2 separate regions of the Rattus norvegicus genome follow, and region 1 is linked to region 2. The links are chromatin contacts, called in public Hi-C maps. All regions are on one chromosome and are shown on one strand. The core of a region is the stretch at or near the end of the contact, and the rest is flanking DNA. Distances in the headings are between cores, read along the strand shown. Region 1 overlaps Pard3b (par-3 family cell polarity regulator beta). Region 2 overlaps Pard3b (par-3 family cell polarity regulator beta).

Region 1 (3,653 bases), core at 995-3,494, 110 kb after region 2:
GTTAGGTGTATATAAATTCCAAATCATATTGTAGCGTCTAAGGTTTAATTAAGACTCAGTTATCCAAAATAAGAGATTTGTACCTCTTCTCAATTATATAAGAATATACACTCAAAGAACCAGACAGCAAGCCTCTCCTCATTTATGCCCTTGTGACCTTTCTAAAGTCGTGTGCTCTATGCCATGCACAGCTCCAGGATTGACCTCAATGTCTAGGAAATGGAGACCAACACATGGATACAGGTACAGCAAAGCTGGTATCAGCTAGTCTGGGGTCTTGAATGGAGAAGGCATAGTACTCTCCTGCAAACTCGGTGTGTCTATTACATACAATTGAACAGGAAGGCAGGGTGATTAGATACAGCTAAACGAAAACAGTGAGTGTGTGGTGTACAGCTGAATACAGGAGTAAGCTTAGTAAGAGCATTCCCTAAGGAAGCAGGCTTCATCCTGGGGCAGAAGGCTATGGGGTCATTTTCTGCACACAGTCACATTTGTACCTGAGGAAGGCTTTGCCAGTCCTCTGAGCCTCTCCTAAGGAAGGCTTTGCTACTCTCACACGGCTAAAGTATTGGGTCCTTGGCATGAGAATACACATGTCAACAACATATATTCGCTCGGGATTTTACTTGCTCAGGGTCTCCTACGCTCCCTACAATCACGCATCATTCATCCATAAAGAAAATGACATACTGCCATTTTCAACAAAGTGGGCAGAACTAGAAGATACTATGTTAAGTGAAATAAGCCAGACTCAGAAAGACCAGAAGCACATGTTTTCTCTCATACAAGGAGATGAAAAGCAAAAACAAAAACAAACAAACGAACAAAAAAAAAACCCTTTTTATGCCTGATAACAGAAGCAGGACTAGAACCTCTTAGGAAATAATAAAGGAACCAAATGTAAGTGGGAAGAACAAATTAACAAAAGAAGAGTGAACATAATCAAAACATGTAAGTGTATATAGAGAATGAAATACATCCACTTGACAGTTAATATGCATAAACAACTATAAATACAAGTGAACATTAAAAACATAAGGGAGAAAGAATCCACTATATCCTAGTCATAGCTTTTCCTGGCCTCGCTCATCCTTATCTTGGGAAATGAGTCTCCCCTGTGACCCAGAGGTACCTTTGCACAACTGGTTTGAGAATCCGAGTAAACAAGCTCTAGGGGTAAAGTCCTCACATGGGTGGCTTTGTGCCCATAGGGAAGGCAGACATCTGTGGTTATAAACCAGCATGCACCAGAGGCCGCCAAGGGACTGGGGCTTTGTCTGAATGGATGACAGTTTTAATTTCAGTCTCCGGCAGAGGTGGTATCCAGCCAGCACTACTTCAAACCAATTTTGCAAATCACATTTTGTGGCTGAAAATTGGTTTATTGCACTCGTCCCATTTTGGAGGTCAGATTTCCCTGGTTTTGTGGTGGTGTCTCTGCTGAGGTGGGATAGCAGGCAATGATCCTCTTTCTTCTAATTGAAATGACAGCATATTCTATCACAGATTAATTTTAAATTACCCATGTTTCTCTTCTTTAATCAAGATGATAAAAAACAGCACACATAATTTTCTGCGCTATTCTTTTAATTTTTTTTTCCAGACTAATAACAGCCGATTGGCTCTTGACGTTTATTACCATGCACGGCAGTTTCATTCCAAGCGTGCTAGCTTTGACTGTTTATCATTTTATTCTTAATTATTTTTAAACTTGATTTTGTATCAAAGTAAGTGGGGGAATAAGGCTTAAATCATAGATCGTGCTGAGACTACTCTTTGAACTTAAAAATGATGCTATCCTGAAGAGAGTCTGTCCCCGGATTATATCTCAAGCTGAAATAAGGGCCTTCTTACTGGAAGAAATATTTCTTTAAAATGAGTAGTTGCAAGAAGTGCTCATCCGCGAGCGTCTACCAATTAGAAATGGCTCCATACCTAAGATGCTTTAATAATGTCAGTTAAGCAGCGTTTTAGCTCATTTTTATAACGCGTTCAGGTTTGGTGATTTATATTGAGCATTAAACATAATAAATTTAGATCTTTGTTCAAGTATGAGGTAGAGCATATCTGAATCACCCATTTAGCCAAGTGCCCCAGGAGGTCCGATCCTACACCATCATTCATGACTGTAATAAAACAGGTCTCTCCTGTCCCTTCTTTGGCATCTGTAATAATGGGAATGGCATGTGTGTTGCGACACTGTAACAGGAGGGCATGCTGACGTGTCTTCATGGCTCCAACCAAGGGCCCACGACCAAAGGGCAAGTTGAGGCATGCATCAGTGACTTCACTCTCAAATTAGCACCCAACACTATGCTCATGTCTATGTTTCTAGCCATGCAAAAATTCAAAACATAAATTTCTGTACCTAAAAGCAAATCCCATTCCACATAAGTAGCAGTTTTAAAAGAATGAATTAAAAAGATTAACACACAAATAAGAGCTGGGGGACAGGTCAGTGGTTAAGAGTGCTGTGTCCAAGCTTGAGGATGAGAATTCAGACAGCATCTCGGTGTGATGACTCCTGCCTGCACCTGTAACCCCTGCACTGAGAAGAGTAGAGACAGGAGAATCACAGGGTTTGCTGACTGCCACCCTCACCAAAATATGTAAGGTGTAAGCGCCACGTTCAGCCAGAGACCCTACATTAAAAGAACAAGGCTGAGAATAATAGAGAGGAACTCAATGCCTTCCCGTAGCCCCTGTACTCACAGGAGCATGTACCTGTCAGTGTCGCGCCAACATGTACCCACACGCGTCCACACACAGTACACGTTCATTCAAAAGACACACAAATGGATCTCTGTTAGGAGCTAAGATCCCCCTCACCAAACACATAGGGAGGTTTAAAGCCTTCACTATTTCAGCCACTCTGCTGACAATTCTTTCTTTCTTTAATCATGGGAAGGCATGAGACACTAAAATACATTGGGAGAAAAGTGTTCCCTTTGATGAAACAATAATTATAATAGCCTTCTGTACAATTATCATGACAAGCTTGACTCTGCTCTGACTCATTCTGAAAGTGACTTGCAACAAAGTTTGAGCTGCAATTTGTGTATAAGATGCCTGAATACCTATGTGGATACGTACTGTAGTTAAGAAAACACTCACACCTGGAGTGCTGAGATGGGGTGGAACGTTAATTCTTTCATTTAAAGATGCCTTGGGTTGGAAAGATTGCTCAGAGGCTAAGAACTTGCTGCTCTTCTGGAGGATCCAAGTTTGGTTCCCAGTATCCAAATCAGGCAAAACACAACTGCCTGTAACTCCAGTTCTTTCTTCTTGATTCCACAGGCACCCACAAACATCACACGCACGCACACACACACACACACACACACACACACACACACAACACAACACACAATCTTTAAAAAAAAAGATGCCTAAGTCATCTAAAACATGTCATGGCAGTCTTAGAATGAAAAGAGGGTAGAAGACATCGCCTCCTTTTCTAACAATGAGGTCATTCCCTCCTAGGCAGCTTTTGTGAAGTGGGGTTACGGTCAGTATGCACAGTCTGGGTACAGCTCAGATTAGCCAGCCCAAGTCCGTCCTCATCCACTCAATCCTCAGTCTTGTATAGATCGGTCTCAGCCTATATGGATACCAAGTGTCCTGGAATTTGAAGTGTTACCTCTCGTCAA
Region 2 (3,971 bases), core at 432-2,931:
TTCATAAATTTCCTTTTGAATCTTTTTTTTGACACTATTTCTCCAAACTTAGCTATCTCAGGCAGGTAAAGGATTTCCAGAACATGCTTACAAGACTTACAAGTAGGATTGGAGATCTAAGAGCATAACAGGAATAACGATGATGGTGGTAGTGGTGGTAGTGATGATGATAATGATGACGACAATGATAGCAATGACAACAATGCTGTTGGTGGCCATGCTGCTGACAATTTCTAATAGAATTCATTGAGTATTATATACTTTCCCAGTGTCGAGACATCTTACATGCATCACATTGTCTCTTGAGAAAAGTTTAAGTATTTACCATTTCTCAAGTTTATTACCTTTCCTGTGGTATTCAGTAACATGGGATTTAAAGCAGAGAATAAATCCTGCACTTCTGTGAGTTTTGGCTGTGTCATGAACATCCTTGAGACTCTTTAACACTGGGAAGGAGGCATACCTGCATCTTGAGTTATCCTTGGAAGCTTAAACTACTTAGTGCATGTTAGACCTGTAGCACTGGGGCTGGCTCATACTGACTTCTTGGAAAGATGTAGTCATCCTCTCCCTCCTGGCTTCTCTACTACTGTGGTTTAAGATGCTCTGCCCTAGACTACTTAGGTGGACAATGTAGGAAACAAAGATCTAAAATACATATAAATAGGGGATCACAGGAAGCACCGATAAAATGTGTTACACTTACTTACCTCCCAGACTAAGGCCCAGGAAACATGATTCCAGAACACTTATTTGAGGTTATACTATTTACTAAAGCAGTACTTGTATTTACTCAGTATATATTCATTCAGTAAAATGAGGATGTAGTCCTTCCCTTAACAGAACTTGGGATCTTCTAGAAGAGACAAATATTAAATATTTAATTATACATTCACTGAGTATTACCAAGGAGCAGCTTAGGATGTTGTAAACACTATTGTATTGTTAATAGTGATTGAGAAAGTGACATTTGAAGTTGAATCTGGAAGATTTTAGTAATTAGTAATTTGGTGGTAAAATGGACACAGGAGGCTTCTCAGCAGAAGAGCCCGTGGTGTGGCCCCGGTGTGGAAACACTATGGCACATGGAGAAGCAAAGGTCCCCCTGGAACAAGAAGGAAAGCCTCGTGCTTGAATGAGTTGGTCTGTATACACTTCCCTTCCCTTCAGTAGACCAAGAGATGTCTACAGGTACAAGTCACATTACACAAGGCTTCCTACTTTCTTCAGAATCTCAGGCTAACCATCACATTCAAGTTACCTGGGAACCTCACTCTCATGACTATCAGGTTCCTTATTAATCTGTTATGTGTTGGTTCCTACAGTTGAGGGTCACCTCTATGTTTTTCAGTATTCTCAACTCAAAGAGTGCACCCAAAACCCTGGGTCCCCTCACTCAGAATGTCTGGCTAGTTTTGAGATTAGCCCCAAGTCTTCATTTCCAACAAGCTGCCAGATGACTCCCATGCTGGTGGCCTGGTGTCCATTGGTAAAGCACACAACTAAGGCATCTTTCTCCCTTCTGCAGCTTAACTACCACAGCAAGTTTCCTTGATTCTTAGGAAATGTCTAGGGAGGGTCAAAAGAGAAACTACCAAAATCCAGACTTGACTGTGCTCACTGCACCACAGGCCTAAAGCAAGAACACTTTGTGTGGTTCTCCTTACCTCAGGCTTCTTCCCAGTGTTCAGCACTGTAGGTATCAAGTACATGTTTATCAAAAGAATTGATCAGTGAAGGAATTGCAGAATGGATCAAGTTTAGTAATTTCAGAAGGAGGTTTTCTCCATTACTTTTTGGAAAGCTCTCTGATTCCTTTCAGGCCAAGAGGACTTCAGAAAAAAAGAGAGAGAGAAAAAATTATTGTCATTCTCCTGGAATGCAGCCCCAGAAATTGCAGAGTCAAGATCTGCTTGCATTTTAAGTACTTATTTGGCTTGGAAGCTGAAATGCTAACAGGATTACAAAATGCCGAGTTTGCGGAGTTTCAGTTTGTTTATGCTCATGCTTGGTTCAAAGTCCCTTCGTCAATCAGTACATTTCTGTTTCTAATTGCAGTTTTAATTTTTTTTTTTTTTGCCACCTGCACAGGCATTCTCAGCTGAAGTTAGCTTTAGCAATTTGCACAGGTATAATGTAATGGGATGAGGCTCTTACCCAACAGAGTGTCACCTACCCTGGTATCTAATGAATTCAAAGTCACTCTACGTCAATTCGCGTTATGATTCAGGAAGCAGCCTGCTATCTCCCCCATCTTCACTCTCACAATGTTGTAAAACATTCTTAATAGACAACTGTCCTCATTCCAGGCACGTGCAGTTTGACTAGAGGATGCCACATGATTTTGATTCTGTTGATTCTAGATTCTTTATTTACATCTCTCAGTAGAATCTCTGGATGTAGATGAAAGAACGAGAAGCTGTCTTAGTTAGGGTTTCTATTGCTCTGATGAAACACCATGGCCAAAACGTGCACTGTGGAGGACAGGGGTCTTTTGGCTTATACTTCTATGTTGCTATTCACCACTGAAGGAAATCAGGACAGGAACTAAAGGAGGACAGGATCCTGGAGGCAGGAGCTGAGACAGAGGCCATGGAATCCCAAAGAAGTGAACTCCAATCCCAGAGAAGGAATGGATGTGCTGGCAAAGTGAGGGCAAGCAGATAAAGAACAAACAACCCTTTCCTTCTTCCACCATCAGAAGCCATGGCCAAAATTAAAGGTGTGCCTCAAGATCCAGACGAAAAGTATGTGTCACCCTACTTCAAAATCCTAATCAAAAGTTTGTGTCTTCCAGCCTCAAGGTCCAAATCAAAGGTGTGGCTTCCTCCCTCAAGATACAGATCACCAGTGCACCCTGCATTTCTTGATTATAGTTTATTCCAGATATACTCAGGATGATGATACAGACTAGCCATCAAAGAGGCGTCTCTAATTTCACCATAGTGTCTGCTAAGGCTATAACTTGGTGGTAGAGTACTTACCTCACATGTGTGAGGACCTAGGTTCAACCCTCAGTCCTCCCCCAAACTCAAAAAAAAGGAAGAAAGATAACAGATTATGCAATTCTCCCCAATATACACATACAATCTGGAGGTATCTCACAGTGCCCTATTAAGTTACACATAGACTCATAGTCCTAGGAGTATCAAACTGGTTCTGGTACAAGTAATCTATCATATTCCAAATGTGACCCACATCAGAACTCATGCTATAAAGTCTTCTGTGTATTGCGATGACTGAACGTGAGCAGTCTATATCTAGATTTTGCTTTGGACTTTGTCCCCAAATAACACCTGAAATGGTATAAGTAACTTCCCAGTAGGCTTTAATAATCAAAGTTCTACTTATAGAAATCATAATCTCAATATCAGTGGATGATGTTTTCAGGGGGATAGGCTCAGAACATTCTACTTTGCCACCATCCCCTTGATTTGATTTGAAATGACCTAATAAAGATAATTCACTGAAAATGAATTTTTTAACGTGGCCTAAATATGTAGCTCAGTAGTAGATCATTTGTCTACATACACAAGACCCTGGATTTACCCATAACCCCCATCCAAACAAACTAGCAAACCAAAAAAAACCAAAGAATAACTCTTGCTTTTAAATATGAAAACAAGAACATTTGAATGTGCATTTGAACATGCCTGGCTTGGGCTTCCATTAGATAGTCTACAGCTCTTAAGTGGAACATTATTACCGTGTATGACATAACTCATCAAAAACACACATACAATTGTATTTTTAAGTAAGCTTATAAAATAATGTATCAACCTATGGCATTTTTAATGGTCGTATCTCTTGGCGTTATATCTCTTTTTTCTCTATTCAATGTGTATATTTATTTATACACATATGTTTAGAATGTATTTTACAGTTATCTTATAAAATAAATGATTTCTTGTGGCCTTTTCATATATGTTTAGTAATCCTTCTTTCACTCCCTCTGTGCTACCTTCCCTTCC

What was found. Hi-C and Micro-C count contacts between places; a contact is called where the count stands out from the background.
Region 1: a contact with region 2 is called in a Hi-C map of liver, with 1.7 times the contacts expected there. The contact joins two enhancer-like sites. A contact is called at or near these places in 2 of 12 Hi-C or Micro-C datasets (kidney and liver).

The regions. Positions count from the first base shown.
Region 1 is chr9:71,518,812-71,522,464 of GRCr8, forward strand. The region is part of intron 22 of Pard3b (par-3 family cell polarity regulator beta); the gene reads left to right. Among named protein-coding and RNA genes, the nearest start is that of Nrp2, 97 kb to the right of the region's middle. Within about 2 kb of position 2,245, at least 2 of the 93 cell types and tissues checked have an H3K27ac peak or open chromatin away from gene starts, as enhancers often do. A contact at or near this core is called in liver, where this site is marked.
Region 2 is chr9:71,413,055-71,417,025 of GRCr8, forward strand. All of the region lies in intron 20 of Pard3b (par-3 family cell polarity regulator beta), which reads left to right. Among named protein-coding and RNA genes, the nearest start is that of Nrp2, 200 kb to the right of the region's middle. Within about 2 kb of position 1,682, at least 4 of the 93 cell types and tissues checked have an H3K27ac peak or open chromatin away from gene starts, as enhancers often do. A contact at or near this core is called in liver, where this site is marked.